Regions from separate parts of the Sus scrofa genome. Here region 2 is linked to region 1. Evidence: chromatin contacts called from public HiChIP or PLAC-seq data. All regions are on one chromosome and are shown on one strand. Each heading gives the region's core, a stretch centred on a gene start, on an enhancer-like site or on the middle of the called end of the contact. The rest is flanking DNA. Distances are from core to core; before and after follow the strand shown. Region 1 holds the start of PLXDC1 (plexin domain-containing protein 1). Region 2 has its middle 28 kb from the start of FBXO47.

What was found. HiChIP or PLAC-seq counts read pairs in DNA pulled down with a chosen protein or histone mark.
Region 2: an H3K27ac HiChIP or PLAC-seq map of alveolar macrophages shows a contact between it and region 1. The contact joins the enhancer-like site here to the promoter of PLXDC1 in region 1. A contact is called at or near these places in 2 of 5 promoter capture datasets (fetal liver and liver), 21 of 47 Hi-C or Micro-C datasets (adipose tissue, brain, embryonic fibroblasts and 12 more) and 2 of 2 datasets of contacts at active chromatin or transcription factors (alveolar macrophages and skeletal muscle).

The regions. Positions count from the first base shown.
Region 1 is chr12:23,068,046-23,075,243 of Sscrofa11.1, forward strand. PLXDC1 (plexin domain-containing protein 1) reads left to right here and starts at 5,247. Exons shown (of 14, transcript XM_021067058.1): 1 at 5,247-5,520. The coding sequence starts at 5,445. TRNAC-GCA (a tRNA gene) reads left to right here and starts at 2,571; the gene lies at 2,571-2,642. It overlaps TRNAC-GCA (a tRNA gene), which reads left to right and starts at 3,247; the gene lies at 3,247-3,318.
Region 2 is chr12:23,150,164-23,157,548 of Sscrofa11.1, forward strand. No RefSeq gene overlaps it. Among named protein-coding and RNA genes, the nearest start is that of FBXO47, 28 kb to the right of the region's middle. Within about 2 kb of position 1,893, at least 16 of the 83 cell types and tissues checked have an H3K27ac peak or open chromatin away from gene starts, as enhancers often do. A contact at or near this core is called in alveolar macrophages, where this site is marked.

The DNA.
Region 1 (7,198 bases), core at 3,997-6,496:
TTAGATGAGGTATCCAGGAGGAGCTACTGAAACGGTAGCTGCTGAATAAACACCTGAAGGATATGAAGTTGCTACGTCACAGTCACACAGAAAGAACCATGAATCAGGCCTCTACCCCCTCCAATGGAATCGCTGCAGGCTAGGGGCGTGGATGCCCAGTTGAAAAAGGGGAGACTTCAGGCAGGTCAGCCCCAGGAACCACACATTACTGGTGGTGTCCTTACCAACTCCTGGGTCAGGAGGACCCTCCCCTCCCACAACTCACAGTCAGTTCAATTCAATCAGCACTGCCTACGTGACTCCCATGTGCCATGTCCTGTGCCAACGGATACAGGCATGACCAAGGCTCCACACTTGCTCTTGGAAAAGAGATGGGAGAACTTGCTTATGGAACCTCTTCCCAGGCCTTTGAAGCCATCCATCCTGGCGCTGACCCAGTGATGGAACAGGTGGAAAGGGGGCATTGGAGTCTGGCCCAAAGATATTGCTATGGCGGGGCTCCAGGCCTCTTCCTCAAGGAAGCCCTCCCTGACTGCCAGACGGCCAGAGGCCTCTGTACATCTTCCTAACCTTTATCACAGTGTGTAGTTATAGAATTATGCACTTGATCATTTGTTCTTTTTTTTTTTTTTTTTTTTTTTCCTGCTGCTGCAACCCAAGGTATGTGGAATTTCCTGGGCCAGGGATCGAACCCCTGCCACAACTGTAACCAGAGCCACAGCAGTGACAACTCCAGATCCTTAACCCACTGAGCCCCAAGAGAACTCCCTGATCATTTGTTTAAAATCTGTCTCCTCTGCTAGACTGTAAGCCCTAGAGGGCGTGTCTGTTTTTCCACCAGTTAAGTCCTAGCACAGTGCCTGATACATAGTAGGTACATGGTCCGTTTGTATGTAACTGAACATAAATTTGGATCTAAACTTGCTCATCCCCTCAGTCAGCTCCAGGAAGGGGCTGGGGGCTGGGAAGTCATCATTCTCATGGGATATGCTGATCCTTGCCCTGTTCCCCTCCCTGTTCCCCCCCGCCCTGCCCCGCAGGCTGTGGGCTGGGCTCCTGTAGATACAATCTTGGACCACTGCCAACTGATGTCCCAGCCTCAGGCCAACCAGAAACGAGGATTTTGTATGGACTATGTGGGTGCAAAACCCAAGGGACTCTTTATTGCTTTGCTGTGATTCTCTGGGGAGACCAGGGGCCGCTATGGACAGGGAGATACAATGATTCACAACCTCCCACTGGGGAGCTAGACTGAGCACCCTGAATTGCTGCAGACAGCACAGCAGAAAAAGCTGCTCCAGGGAAGCAGGTATCCTTGGAGACCCCAGGGAGGCTGCTGGATGTCGGGGGATTAAGAAGTGGAGCTCCCGCCCCTTAGCCCTCAACTAAGAGTAATGGAGGAGGAATAGAGGGCAGGGTAAGAGACCCCTGAACTGTTGTTTATTTCCTAGAACCCTACCCCTCCTCATCCCCTCACCCCCATCCCAGCTTTCTGCTCCTTCAGCCATCTTGGTCTCTTACCCTTTGGGCAAAGGAGATTCCAGAAAGGTGAAGGGGTGGGCTCAGGGGAAAGAGGGCAGAGCCAAAAGGCGGGAGGGCGAGAGGGTAGAGAACAGGCCGTCCCAGGGAGACAGACCCTCACACTGAGAGAGTTCCACTCCTTCCTCACCCTTCCCTTCCCTCTGAGTCGCTGCCTCTGACCACAGCTTTTAAGCTTTAAGCCACCCCTTCCCTCCCAGTGTCCTTCCAGTCTGAGGCCTGCTCCCCCTACATGTCCCAGATTCCTACAGCGCCCGCTTCGCTTCTCTTTTTGTAAAGATTTTGTTTTCACACTGTATTAGGGTTTAAAAAGGTTTTTTTAATTATAGTTGATTTACAATGTTCTGTCCATTGCTGCTGTATTAGGATTTTTATGAAGGTGGAATAAATGCCATTGAAAATTGTTTACCTCTTATTTCTGCTTGCTCCTTCTGCCTGTGCAGCAAACTGGCTTTTGGTTTTCACACCAAGCTCTCAGGCAGGAGGGATCCACTTTAGAAATGGACGGAGGCTGCCTCTAGGGTCTGCTTGGCTAGGGCACTGGCTCCTTGGCTCTGGGCTCTACAGCCCTCTGCCAGGTGAGTGACTCGGGACTTGACAGGACTCAGCGCTCTGGGCTCTGCCTGGGCCTAGGGGAAGGAGTGACTGATGCTAACTCATGGGGCGGGGGGCTTAGGGGTTGGAAGAGCCCAGGAGTCCTGTCTAGGTAGAGCTGGAAACAGCGTGGAAACCCATCTCCAGGGAGCAGCGGTGTTACCCCAGAAGACCCCAGAAAACCTGCGATGGGTCTCTTCCGTTCTCAAATCAGGTAGGGGACATCTCTGTGAGTCTGAACACAGATATACAGGGCTCAGGATTTCTTAACCTTGTGGTTTCCACGAGGCGTGATTGTGGAGGAAGAATTCAGGAATTCTAAACATTCCTGATCAGATTCTTTATTCTTTCCATTAGGTTTTCATCAAATGGAAACACAAGAAACATCATTCCTTATACCACAGAAACCTATCCTCAGCGCGTCGAGGTTGCGCGGAGGGGGTATAGCTCAGTGGTAGAGCATTTGACTGCAGATCAAGAGGTCCCCGGTTCAAATCCGGGTGCCCCCTTGGCGATCGAGACTTTTCCCGTTTTCTTAGCCCTGCAGTGCAGCTGCTGAAGTTCCCTTACAGGCGAAGAGGGGAAGGGGTTCTCCCGCACTGTTGCTGTCTTTTGCAGGCGGTTGATGGTGGAGTCCCAGGTCTTGCCAGAACACGCCCTCAGCCTCCCAAGGGATTGTTCGAAGGCCCACTTTGGTAGCGCAGAGGCGGGAACATTCGCAGATCGGCCTGCCTCGGAACCTCGACTGCTGTTGGGAGGAAGGGAGGCCGAGTTTCTAAGAGCTGGAGAGTTCTGCGTGAGCGTGTCGGAAGGAGAGATGGGCGCCGAGAGAAACGCTAAGGGGGTCTAGCAGGGCAGGGGAGGGGGACCGGGGCCCATAGGAACGCCCCTGAGGAGAAGAATCTCGAGAGACTTACCCTCCCACTTCCCCAAACTGCATTTTTCTTACATCATTAGAATCCTTTAGTTCAGAGCTTCAGAGAACAAATTGCATCCAGATGAATAATACCTCCAGATTTGTATCTTTTCCATCTTCAGTTTTGTTCTTGAACACGTCACAGCGCCTACGTCGCAGTAGCACTAAGGAGTTATCCGCGCGCTTTGGCCAGCAGAGGGGGTATAGCTCAGTGGTAGAGCATTTGACTGCAGATCAAGAGGTCCCCGGTTCAAATCCGGGTGCCCCCTGGCGCGATACTTTTCTGCCCAGCAAATCCCGATTCTCCAACAATAATGTTCGTTGAAGCTTTTCCTTTTCCTTTTCCTTCCACAGTTTTCGTTGGCATTTCCTTCGCCACCTCTATTTGGGGCAGATGAGGATTGAGAGTGCAAAACATGGAAATTCTAGAGCAGTGGCTCTCAAAATGTGGTACTGGGAACAGCACCACCAACTGGGAACCTGTTAGAAACGCGGATTCTCGGCCTCAGCTCAACTATTGAGCGTGGGGGTGGCGCCTAGAAACCTGTGTTTTAATAAGCCCTCCAGGTGATTCTGATGTACACTCAAGTTCTGGAAGTTTACACTTTTAAACATTTGATGCGTCATTTTCTCCTAATTATTTGCAAGCTGCTGTTTCAGACTGAGTCCTCATAAGAGACCTTTTAAAACAGACCGCGGGGCACCCGGTACGAAGAGATCAGTGCCGGAGCCGGAATTCCATCCTGGGACCTCTCACCTTGACCCCTAGGAGTAGGAGCGAAGATCTGTAAAACTGCCTGCCTGGCATCGGACCTCGTGGGCAGGGTCGGGGCAGGGCTGGAAAAGTGAGGAAAACCGCAAAACACGCGCGTTGCGGCTCGTCACGCGGCCACTAGAGGGCAGCAAGAAGCCACAGCTGGGGGCAGCAGCCTTTTTGAACCTGTGTCTGCAAAATCTCAATTTAAATTAGACAACAAGAAGAACTTACAGACAGACCTCGTGTTGTCCCATTGTGAATGCATAAGGGCTTAGGGCTGGAGGAGGTCGCTTCTGGGACCCTGGGTCCTGAGGAAGGAGGAACTGGCATTCTGAACTTTTAGGGAGTCTAGTTCTCGTTTCCTTCTCTGGTCCCCTCTTTGTCTCAATGCCAGGCAACCCGCCTCTTCCAGCCCACGCTGTTCCTCCTCCAGACCCCGGGCACACCCTTTTCCTGGGGGAATTCCCTCAATGGCGCTCACCTCTGCGTTGTCCAGTCCCTGGGCCCCAGCCTCATATATGTCAGGGTGCCCCCCTCACCGCTCACTCTCTCACCATCCAGCGCCTGAGTTCCATGCCATCGCCCGAAGTAGGTCGGGGAGCGAACAGGTACCTCCGTGTCCTGACCTGATTCCCTGCTGTCTATTAAATCTCCTAAGTTGTGGGTATTTTTATTCTGCTCTGGAAGGGAAAAAAAAAAAAAAAAGTGATCTATCCCTAGAGCCTGTTATAAGTGGTGGCAGTTGGAGTGAGACGTTTCCTTGCTCTGGGGCAGGCTTTGGAGAGTGACTGTGTTGGGCCGTAAGGAGGCCTGGGGTCCCTGAGAGGAGGGTGGCTTCGGTCCCCTTCTGGGTGTGGGGAGAAGTCCAGGTTATTTCAAAGTAGGGATGAGCCAGGCCCCGTCCATCCCCGTGTCTGCTGGCCTGGGGGACCAGAGGTTGCTGGCAGTGGGAGATGGGGGGTGGGGGTGGCGGATAAAGTGGAGAGGAGCCATGGGAGGGCGTGGACTCCAGGCCTCTGCAGCAAGGGGAGATTCCTGGGGCGGGGATGGGTATCTCCGAGGAACAGCCCAGAAAGTCGGGAAATCTGGTAGAGCTGGGTCGGGGGTGGATGATAGCAGCCCGTGGTCCGAGGAAGGGGCGCGCGGGTTCCTTCCTCGGATTTGGCCCCCTCCAACCTTTGCTTTGCCGCCCGCTCCCCGAGGAGTGGAGGAGGGGAAGGGAGGCAGGAGCTAAGGTGCAGTGTGGGGGCGACCGATGCTCTTTGCGGGGGGTTCTCCCAGCCCAGGGGGCTCCCGCCCGGTCCCCCTCCTCCTCCCTCCGCACCTCCCCACCCCCGCCTCGGGTGCAGCGGCAGGAGCTCTCGGGGCGCGCTGGGCAGAGCTGGGAGGACCCGGGGCGACCGGGCGAGCTCCGGAGGCGCCCCGCCCCCGCCCCGCCCCCTCCCGGGTCCCGGCCCCGCGAGGCTGCTGCGCCCGCTCTCCGCCCGCTGGCTGGCGCTCGGCGGCTCTCGCTGCTCGCGGGCCCCGCGATCCGCCGCCGCTCCGCCACCCACCCCTCCGCCTGCCAGCCCCGGGGACCGCGCTCCCTAGCCCGGGCCGGGGGCAGCTGCGGGCCGGGGGCGGGTCCTGGCCCCCACCATGCGGGCCGAGCTCTGGCTCCTCGTGCTGGTGTTCAGGGAGGCTGCCCGGGCGCTGAGCCCCCCGCCTGGAGCAGGTAGGACTGGCCGGAGTTGGCCCGGGTGGGCCAGGGGGTCGGGGGCGCTGGCAGGCAGGCAGGCGGGGGCATGGGCAAGACCGGGCAGGCTGGCGATGTCCGGGACGCGGGGGATAGTGTCTGCGGGAGGCGAAGAGCCCTGTGGACTGTGGCAGGTGGACAGGGACCCCACTTTCCTAAACACACGGGGTGTATGTATGAGTGAGGGTGGAGGCGCCAGACACTGATGCCCCGATCTCTCCTTCCCTCCTGGAGGGACCCCAGGAGCGGGGGAGCCATAAGGCAGTGAGTGGGCTCTGGCTCCAAAGGGGACAGCGGGAGAGTCCTAGGGACCCCCGGTCACACCGGGTGAGGCTGAATTCTGATGAGTTATGGAGTCTGGGGGTGCCTCCTGCCCCAGTTTTGCCTCCTTTTCCTCTTCCCTGCCCCCACTCGCCGGCTGACCCAGGCTGGGGGCTGGGTGGGAGCAGCCAGAGGGATGGAGGAGACCCAGCATCTCTCCTCCAACAAGGGCAGCAGGAGCCTAATGCCTTCCTCTCTCTGGTACTTGGAGAGCAGCCCTGGGCCCAGAAAGAAGCAAGTTGCTTCTTTCCCATCCCCTGGCCTCCAGGGTCCTCCTGTCACTCCTGCTTTGCTCTGCCCTGGTGGCTCTTGGCCTTTAGCTACCCTGGCTCTAACCTGGGGTTGAGGGTGAGCAATCCTATCTTGCACACTCCCTCTTCTCCACCGCAGTTCACTGCAATCATCGCTCCCACTTGGAAGTCCTTTCTGAGCTCTGCCTTGAATCTCTCCAGTTATAAAAGGAGAACTGTTTTTTTAACAAATAATTTTACATTCTCTTCTTTTCTCCTCATGCACCCAGACCTTCTTTGGGGCTGGGGAGGTGGGTTATTGGGGAGCCCCTTGGCATAGATATTCCTGGAATGGGATGCAGGAGGTGAAGGGCTTGGCAAGGGGGTTGCTGGGGTTGGGCTATTGTGTCTCGGGTGTGCTGGCATCAGACACAGTGTCAGTGACAGAGTGCTTAACTTTAAAAATCCCTGAAGGTAGTTGAGACACGCCTGGGTCCCTGTTGAGAGGGAGGGTGTGGGTAGAGGGCAGTGGAAGCTGATGAGGCTGCTGGTGCAGAGCCACCAGTTTTCAGAGACCACACAGAGAGTGGCCAGAGACTTGGCTTCTAGTCCCAGCATCTCACTTGCTGTGCGACCTTGAGCCAGTTACTTTCCTTCTCTGGGCCTATTTCCTCTCTTACAAAGTGAGACTGTGGGCAAAATCTTTGCCTCTGGGTGGTGGGATTATGAGAGATCCTTTCTCCTTTTTATGATTGGCTTTCCTTTTCAGAACTGTTACGATGTGTTTGGAGTAACTGAAAAAAAATTAAAATCGATATAGAAAGGAATGGGTGGGGTAGGTCAATTTTTGAGGTTCTTTGCAGCCCCAACCTGGTGGGAATCTTCTGAACTCAGAACGTGATCGGGTTGATGAGAGAGGGCTTTGACTCTGACTGAGTGGGGAGAACCATGGAGAGAGTCGGGGAAGAGGGTCTTGTGGGGGAACGGAGATATGCTGAGAGCAAGGGAACAAGGTATGCAGGCCTGGCTGAGGGCTGCCTGTTCAGAGCTGGGTTGGAAATAGCAGATACCTGGGGAGGCCAAAACGAGGGCGCAGGCAGACACTT
Region 2 (7,385 bases), core at 643-3,142, 79 kb after region 1:
CCATCAGAACCATTGCTGTTCTAGCCAGGCTGAGCTGTTGTCACCCAAAATGCCGTCCACACATCTGCCTATGATCCATTGCTCATCCTATTCCTTCCTTCTGGAATGTTCTTCCTTTGTTCTCACTAACTCAAGCCATGCTCATGCTTGGAGCTCAGCTCAACCCTAACTGCCTCCAAGGAGCCTTCCTAAATAAAACCTTTATCCCCAGAGGGGGCTTTCTCTCTCCCGGGGGTCTCTCAGCACTTACAATCTGCATCCAGCAAGCTGGGCTCTCCTCTCTGTGTGCACCCTGCTTCCCAGGCTTCTTTTTTTTTTTTTTTTTTTTTTTTGCTTTTTAGCACCGCACCCAGGCTCTATGAAGGTTCCCAGACTAGGGGTTGAATCAGAGGTACACCTGCTGGCCTACACGACAGCTACAGCAACGCAGGATCCGAGCTGCTTCTGCAATCTACACCACTGCTCACAGCAACACTGGATCCTTAACCCACTGAGTAAGGCCAGGGATGGAACCCGCATCCTCATGGATACCAGTCAGATTTTTTTTTCACTGCGCCACAACGGGAACTCCTCATTTAAGTTTTTTTATCCACAAAAGTGTATTCTTGAAACAATTTTTTTCAATCCTCCTCATTTTTATCAAGGATCACCACAAAACGTTTGGGATGGAAATGCTGTAAAATTTGGTTGTGATGATTGTTGATACCTATAAATATAATAAAATTCATTAAGTAATTTTTAAAAAAAGGATAACCACAGTAAATTATAACCGTTTTTAAACAGACCAGATGAGGCACTGGGCTTACTATTCTATTTCTTTTTAAACCTAAATTAGATGAATTGTGGCAATTTCTTTTGAAAAACAGATTAAGCTAATAAAGCACCTACAGTGAGTTTAGAAAAGGTACTTTGCATATTTGTAGAAAAGATAAATGTAGAACAAGAGGCGTGCCTCTTAACCAGAAACTCTTTTCCTCACCTGAGAATCCCTCTCAGGGATATTCTGATGGGAGGAAAAAAGGTGAAAAGGCTTTAAGCCTTTTTCAAAGTCACATGAGGACAAGAAGAGGCCAAATGTGGCTCTCCTGAGGCTTGAGGGAGGCTGGGATGAACTCTCACGCCTGGCTGAAGAGGGAGCCTCTAATCAGGGAGACTTTAATCACCAGGCCCACAGAACAAGCCAAAAACCCAAATTTAGAATCCTCCTGGGAGTTCCCAGTGTGGCTCAGTGGTCCAAGAGGATGCGGGTTCTATCTCTGGCCTCGCTTAGGGGGTTAAGGATCCAGCGTTGCCATGAGCTGTGGTGTAGGTCACAGACGCAGCTCAGATCCTGCGTTGTTGTGGCTGTGGTGCAGGCCTGCAGCTGTAGCTCTGATTCAGCTCCTAGCCTGGGAACCTCCATATGCCTAAAAAAGCAAAAAAAAAAAAAAAAACCAAACAAACAAACAAAAAAGACTCCTCTCTCCCCCTTCTCTTGCTTCCTCTCCTTCCTTAGGGGAGACGGGAGGTGGTCAAAGTCCCTGGCAGCCCTAGAAGCAGGACAATGGGTCATTGGACTCGGAAGCATGTCCCACTCACACAGGTCCCCAGGGCTGGGTCTGCCAGTTTCTGGTTATTTGGGAAAAAAGGGCAAATTAACTTTTAGTTCTGGGCACCCAAATATGACTCATCTCGCTGCCTAAAGGACACGCGATGAGGAAACGCAGAGCAAGGGCCAGGGGCATTTCTGGAACAAACTCCTTCCTGGCCAGCCCATCTTCGTAAGCCAGATTCTCCATTTCTGGGTAAAAGCACTTTCTGCAGTAGAAACATCCCAGCTGGGTGGGAGGCAAGGACGGGTTCCTGACCCCCCACGTGGATCAGAATCAAGCATGGAAAGGCTCCAGAGGAATTTCCCCTTTCCTTTGTTTATGACGATTTACAGTCCCTTGGAGGAAGTCATTGGGCCTCTGAGGTCTCCGAGAAGCAGAAAAGCTCCCACGAGCCTTCGCCTTCTCTCGGGTTTCCCCCAGTCCTTCCCCTGGAAGCTGACGAATAAAGAAACGTCCACCGCGGTGGTTTCTGTTGTTTCCACCTGAGTTGCTTCTTTTCAGGCGACTCTGTTGTTGTGACAACCGGCAATTACAAGAACCTGCATGCGTACAGCTCTCTCCCAGCGCTCGCCTTGCCCCACCTCTAATAAAACAAAGGTCCTCACCCGTTTGGCAAACGCAGGGCTCCCTCTCCCGCCTCCACCCTCACTCCTGATAAAAGGTTGCCCCTTCAGGGCTTTTCACCTTTCAAAACATTTCCACTGTTCAGGTCTCCTGCCACTGGGGCTATTGGGACGGCCTGCTGCTGTCCCTTCCCCAACTCCCAGGCCACCGCCCCCCTCCCCAAGCAAGATACCCAGCCCAGTACGAGTATAACCATATGTTATATTGATGGGTCTTGGATTTCAAAATACTTTCTCAGGAGTTCCCGCCACAGCTGTAATGAACCCGAAGAGAATCCACAAGGACACGGGTTTGATCCCTGGCCTCATTCATTGGGTAAAGGATCCAGCAGTGCCATGAGCTGTGGTGCAGGTCGCAGACTCGGCTCAGATCCTGTGTTGCTGGGGCTGTGGCATAAGTCAGCAACTACAGCTCCGATTCAACCCCTAGCCTGGGAACTATCTCAGGTGCGGCCCTAAAAAGGCAAACAAAACAAAACAAAACAAAAACAAACCAAAAAAAACCACCCTTTCTCAATATGGTATCTCGTCTGAGCATCATAGCTCTCCTTTGAGATTGGCAGGGTGGAAACCTGCATCTCATACTGATGAGAAAGGAAAGTGGAAGTTCAGTGGGCTAAGGATCTGGCATTGTCACTGCTGTCGCGTGGGTTTGATCCCCAGCTGGGGAACTTCTGCATGCTGCAGAACATGCCTAACTAGATGCTTAGCACTTTATATGCCTTATTTTTTAAAATGCATTTTATTGGAGGATAGGTGACTTACAATATTGTGTGAGTGCAGCGTAGTGAATCAGCCACAATATACATATACCTCCATTCTTTTTCAGATTCTTTCCCCATATAGGCTTTCACAGAGTACTGAAGCGATTTCCCTGAGCTATCTAGTAAGTCCTTATTACTGATCTATTTTGTATATAGCAGTGTGTGTGTCAGTCCCAGCCTCCCAATCCATCCCTCCCACCCACATTTCCCCTTTGGTAACCACAAATTTCATTTCAAAATCTTTGAGTCTGTTTGTTTTGGGAATAAGTTCTTTCGTATCAATTTTATTAGATTCCACACATGCGTGATATCGTAATGGTATTTGTCTTTCGCTTTCTGACTTACTTCACTTACCATGATAATCTCTAGGTCCATCCACGTTGCTGCACATGGCATTGTTATTATTATTATTTGCTTTTTAGGGCTATGCCTGCAGCATATGGAAGTTCCCAGGCCAGGGGTCGAATCAGACTTACAGGTGCCAGCCTACACCACGGCCACAGCAATGTGGGATCCTTAACCCACTGATCAAGGCCAGGGATGGAAACTGCATCTTCATGGATGCTAGTCAGATTCATTTCCACTTCACCACAATGGGAACTCCCTATATTTTTTTTATTTTTTATTTTTTTGTCTTTTTGCCTTTTCTAGGGCCGCTCCCACGGCATGTGGAGGTTCTCAGGCTAGAGGTTGAATTGGAGATGTAGCCGCCAGCCTACACCAGAGCCATAGCACCTTGGGATCCGAGCCGCATCTGCAACCTACACCACAGCTCACTGCAATGCCGGATCCCCAACCCACTGAGCAAGGCCAGGGATCGAACCTGCAATCTCATGGTTCCTAGTCGGATTCATTAACCACTGCACCACAACAGGAACTCCCCTATTTTATTTTTTATGGTTGAATAATATTCCATTGTATATATGTACCCCATCTTCTTTTTTTTTTTTTTTTTTCTTTTTGGTTGCACCCACAGCATGTGGAAATTCCTGGGCCAGGGACTGAACCTGTGCCACAGTTGCAACCTGTGCCACAGCTGCAGCAATGCCAGATCCTTAGCCCCCTGCTCCACACAGGAACTTCCTACCACATCTTCTTTATCTAATCCTCTGTTGATGGACATTTTGGTGGTTTCCATGTCTTGTGTGCCTTCCCTTATTTAATCTTTACATCATCTCCACAATTTCATTGTCATTCTGTTTTACAAATGAGGAAGCTGAAGCTTAAAGGAGTTAAGTATATATAGCTATTGGAGTTCCATATGCCATGGATGTGGCCCTAAAAAAGTACATAGCATTTTCTTTTTTCTTTTTGTCTTTTTAGGGCCACACCAGCGGCATATGGTGGTTCCCAGGCTAGGGGTAGAATCAGAGTTGCAGCTGCTGGCCTACGCCATAGCCACAGCAATGCAGGATCGGAGCCGCATCTGCAACCTACACTGCAGCTCATGACAAGGCCCGATCCTTAACCCACTGAGCGAGTCCAAGGATCAAACCTGCAATCCTCATGGATACTAGTCAGATTTGTTTCTGCTGAGCCATGACAGGAACTCCAATACACAGCTTTTAAAAAGGAAAAGTTAAAACTAAATGTATTATGATGGAAAAATGTCCACTAGTTGTTTTTGAACAATAATGGATCCATTATCAGAAAAATAAAACATGCCTATAACATTTATTTTATGTATTTATTTTTTGTCTTTTTTCTTTCTTTCTTTCTTTCTTTTTTTTTTAGGGCCACCCACATGGCATATGGAAGTTCCCAGGCGAGGGGTTGAATGGGAGCTGTAGCTGCCTGCCTACGCCACAGCCACAGCAATGACCTCCATTTCAGCTTGTGGCAATGCCAGATCTTTAACCCACTGAGCAAGGCCAGTGACTGAATCCACATCCTCATGGATTTTAGCTGGGTTCCTTACCACTGAGGTATTATAAATGTCCTCATTTATTTTAAATAAAGACATTAAGTGACTTGCCTGTGGCCGTCCAACTAACTGCAGGGCCAGGACTGAACCCTGGGCCTGTGATGACCCCAAGTTCATCTCTTATCCCATGAGAAAGGTAAAAAAGCTTTGGAGGGTGTAGGAGCTAAGCTTCCCGTGACAGGAATTCTCTCTGCGCTATTCCTGGAAAACGGCCAGCTAGCACCTGCTTGAATACCTATGGCAATGGGGAGCTCATTACCTTCCTCGGCAGCATGCCCCATTGCTGGCTACAAGGTTATTAGGATTTTCCTCCATTAAATAAGGAGGAATCAGAGTTCCCGTTGTGGCGCAGTGGTTAACAAATCCGACTAGGAACCATGATGTTGCGGGTTCAATCCCTGGCCTCGCTCAGTGGGTTAAGAATCCGGCACTGCCGTGAGCTGTGGTGTAGGTCGCAGATGCAGCTCAGATCTGGCATTGCTGTGTCTCTGGCGAAGGCCGGCAGCAACAGCTCTGATTAGACCCCTAGCCTGGGAACCTCCATGTGCCGCGGGCACGGCCCTAAAAAGACAAAAATAAATAAATAAAATTAAAATAAATAAATAAGGAGGACTCTGTTTATCTTAAATTCTGTCCTCGAGTTCAGGATCCTCATAGCGGAGGGGGCCCCCCCTTGAGCTAGCCCGAAAGGATGGACTGGTTTGCATGGGTCTCTAAGGAGAGGCCTCAGGTCTGGGTCCAGCAGGTTCCTCACTGCTTCTTGGGGGAAGGGAGCCCTAATTCACTTACCCCCTCCTCCCACCTCCAGCCCCCCCCCCACTTCCTGCAGACTCACCCAAGCAGACCTTGCCTGGTTGGTGGGCACCGCCTCCGTGATGTGGCTTCGGGGCCACAGCTGCAGTGAACGCCTGCATTTCCATTCATGGTAAAGCCTCCCTCTGCAGAAAAGGATAATCACCTGCCTGCTGCGCTGACAGGTTCTCATCGGCTGAGGGCTGAACGCTGGGTCTTTAAAAAAGGCAAGCTCCTGGCCCGGCTTTGACAGATTCCCTCAGCTACTCTAAAGGCAAAAAAGAAATGACTGGGGTGGGAGGGGGGAAGAGACATAGAGAGGAAAGAAGAATCCGGGGTGCTAATGAATTCCTTGTGATCTCACTTTTCTTCTTCCAGCACAGGCTCCTCTGCAAAAATTGATGGGGCTGCCTTGCCAGCCAGAGCCTGAAAATGTGCCCAGATAGACAGAACCCCAAGTCCCAGAACAGCCTGTGAAATGCTGGCTGCCAGTGGAAAAAAGGGCAGGACAGAAAACAAGAGGAGGGAATCTGCAAATGTGACCCTCCCACACACGTGACATTGTATTTCAGGGTCTATTTTCCTGGCCTCGTAGAGCTGTGAACCCAGGAACACTGACAGTCAAGAGAAGGGGTACAACCAAACTCTGCCACTGCCTCCTCCCTCTTCTCACTGACACTTTATCAAAAAAATAATAAAATACTGGAGTTCCCGTTGTGGCTCAGTGGTTAACGAATCCGACTACGAACCATGAGGTTGCGGGTTTGATCCCTGGCCTCGCTCAGTGGGTTAAGGATCCGGCGTTGCTGTGAGCTGTGGTGTATGTAGGTTGCAGACGCGGCTCGGATCCCGAGTTGCTGTGGCTGTGGTGTAGGCCGGTGGCTACAGCTCCGATTGGACCCCTAGCCTGGGAACCTCCATATGCCGCGGGTGCAGCCCTAGAAAAAGGCAAAAAGACAAAAAAAAAAAAAAAAAAAAGGATCTGAAGCCTGTAAATTGACTCCCAGTTCCATTTCACCTGCTAAAGCTGTACCAGGCTCTGCAGGCAAGACCACAGGCCAGCTGCCTGCCGACAACCACAATTATAGGTTATTCCTAAGATTTGGTATGACCAGCATACTTAAGCTCAGGTACATTCCTAGAAGCATTATTGGCTACTAACTGTGTGCCAGACTTTATATACTTGCAGCAAATTTGTGAGCTAGGAATGATTCCCATTAACATTTTAGGAATGGAGAAACTGGGCTCAGAAGAGTTTAATGGGAGTTTCCATTGTGCTGTGGCTCAGAGGTTTAAGAATCCTACTAGTATCCACGAGGATGTGGGTACATTTCCCTCAGTGGGTTAAGATCCCATGTTGCCATGAGCTGCAGTGTAGGTCACAGATGCAGCTCGGGTCCGGCATTGCTGTGGCTGTGGTGGGAACTTCCATATGCTGCAGGTGCAGCCTTAAAAAAAAAAAAAAAAAGTTAAACCACAAGATCACCAATAAATAGCATGAAGGCATTTGAACCCAGATCTGTCCTGCTCTAAAATCTGTGCTTTCTTTTTTGTTTGTTTTTTGTTTTGTTTGTCTTTTTAGGGCCACGCATGTGGCATATGGAAGTTCCCAGGCTAGGAGACGAGTCCGAGCTACAACTGCTGGCCTGCATCACAGCCACAGAAACACCAGATCCAAATCACATTTGAG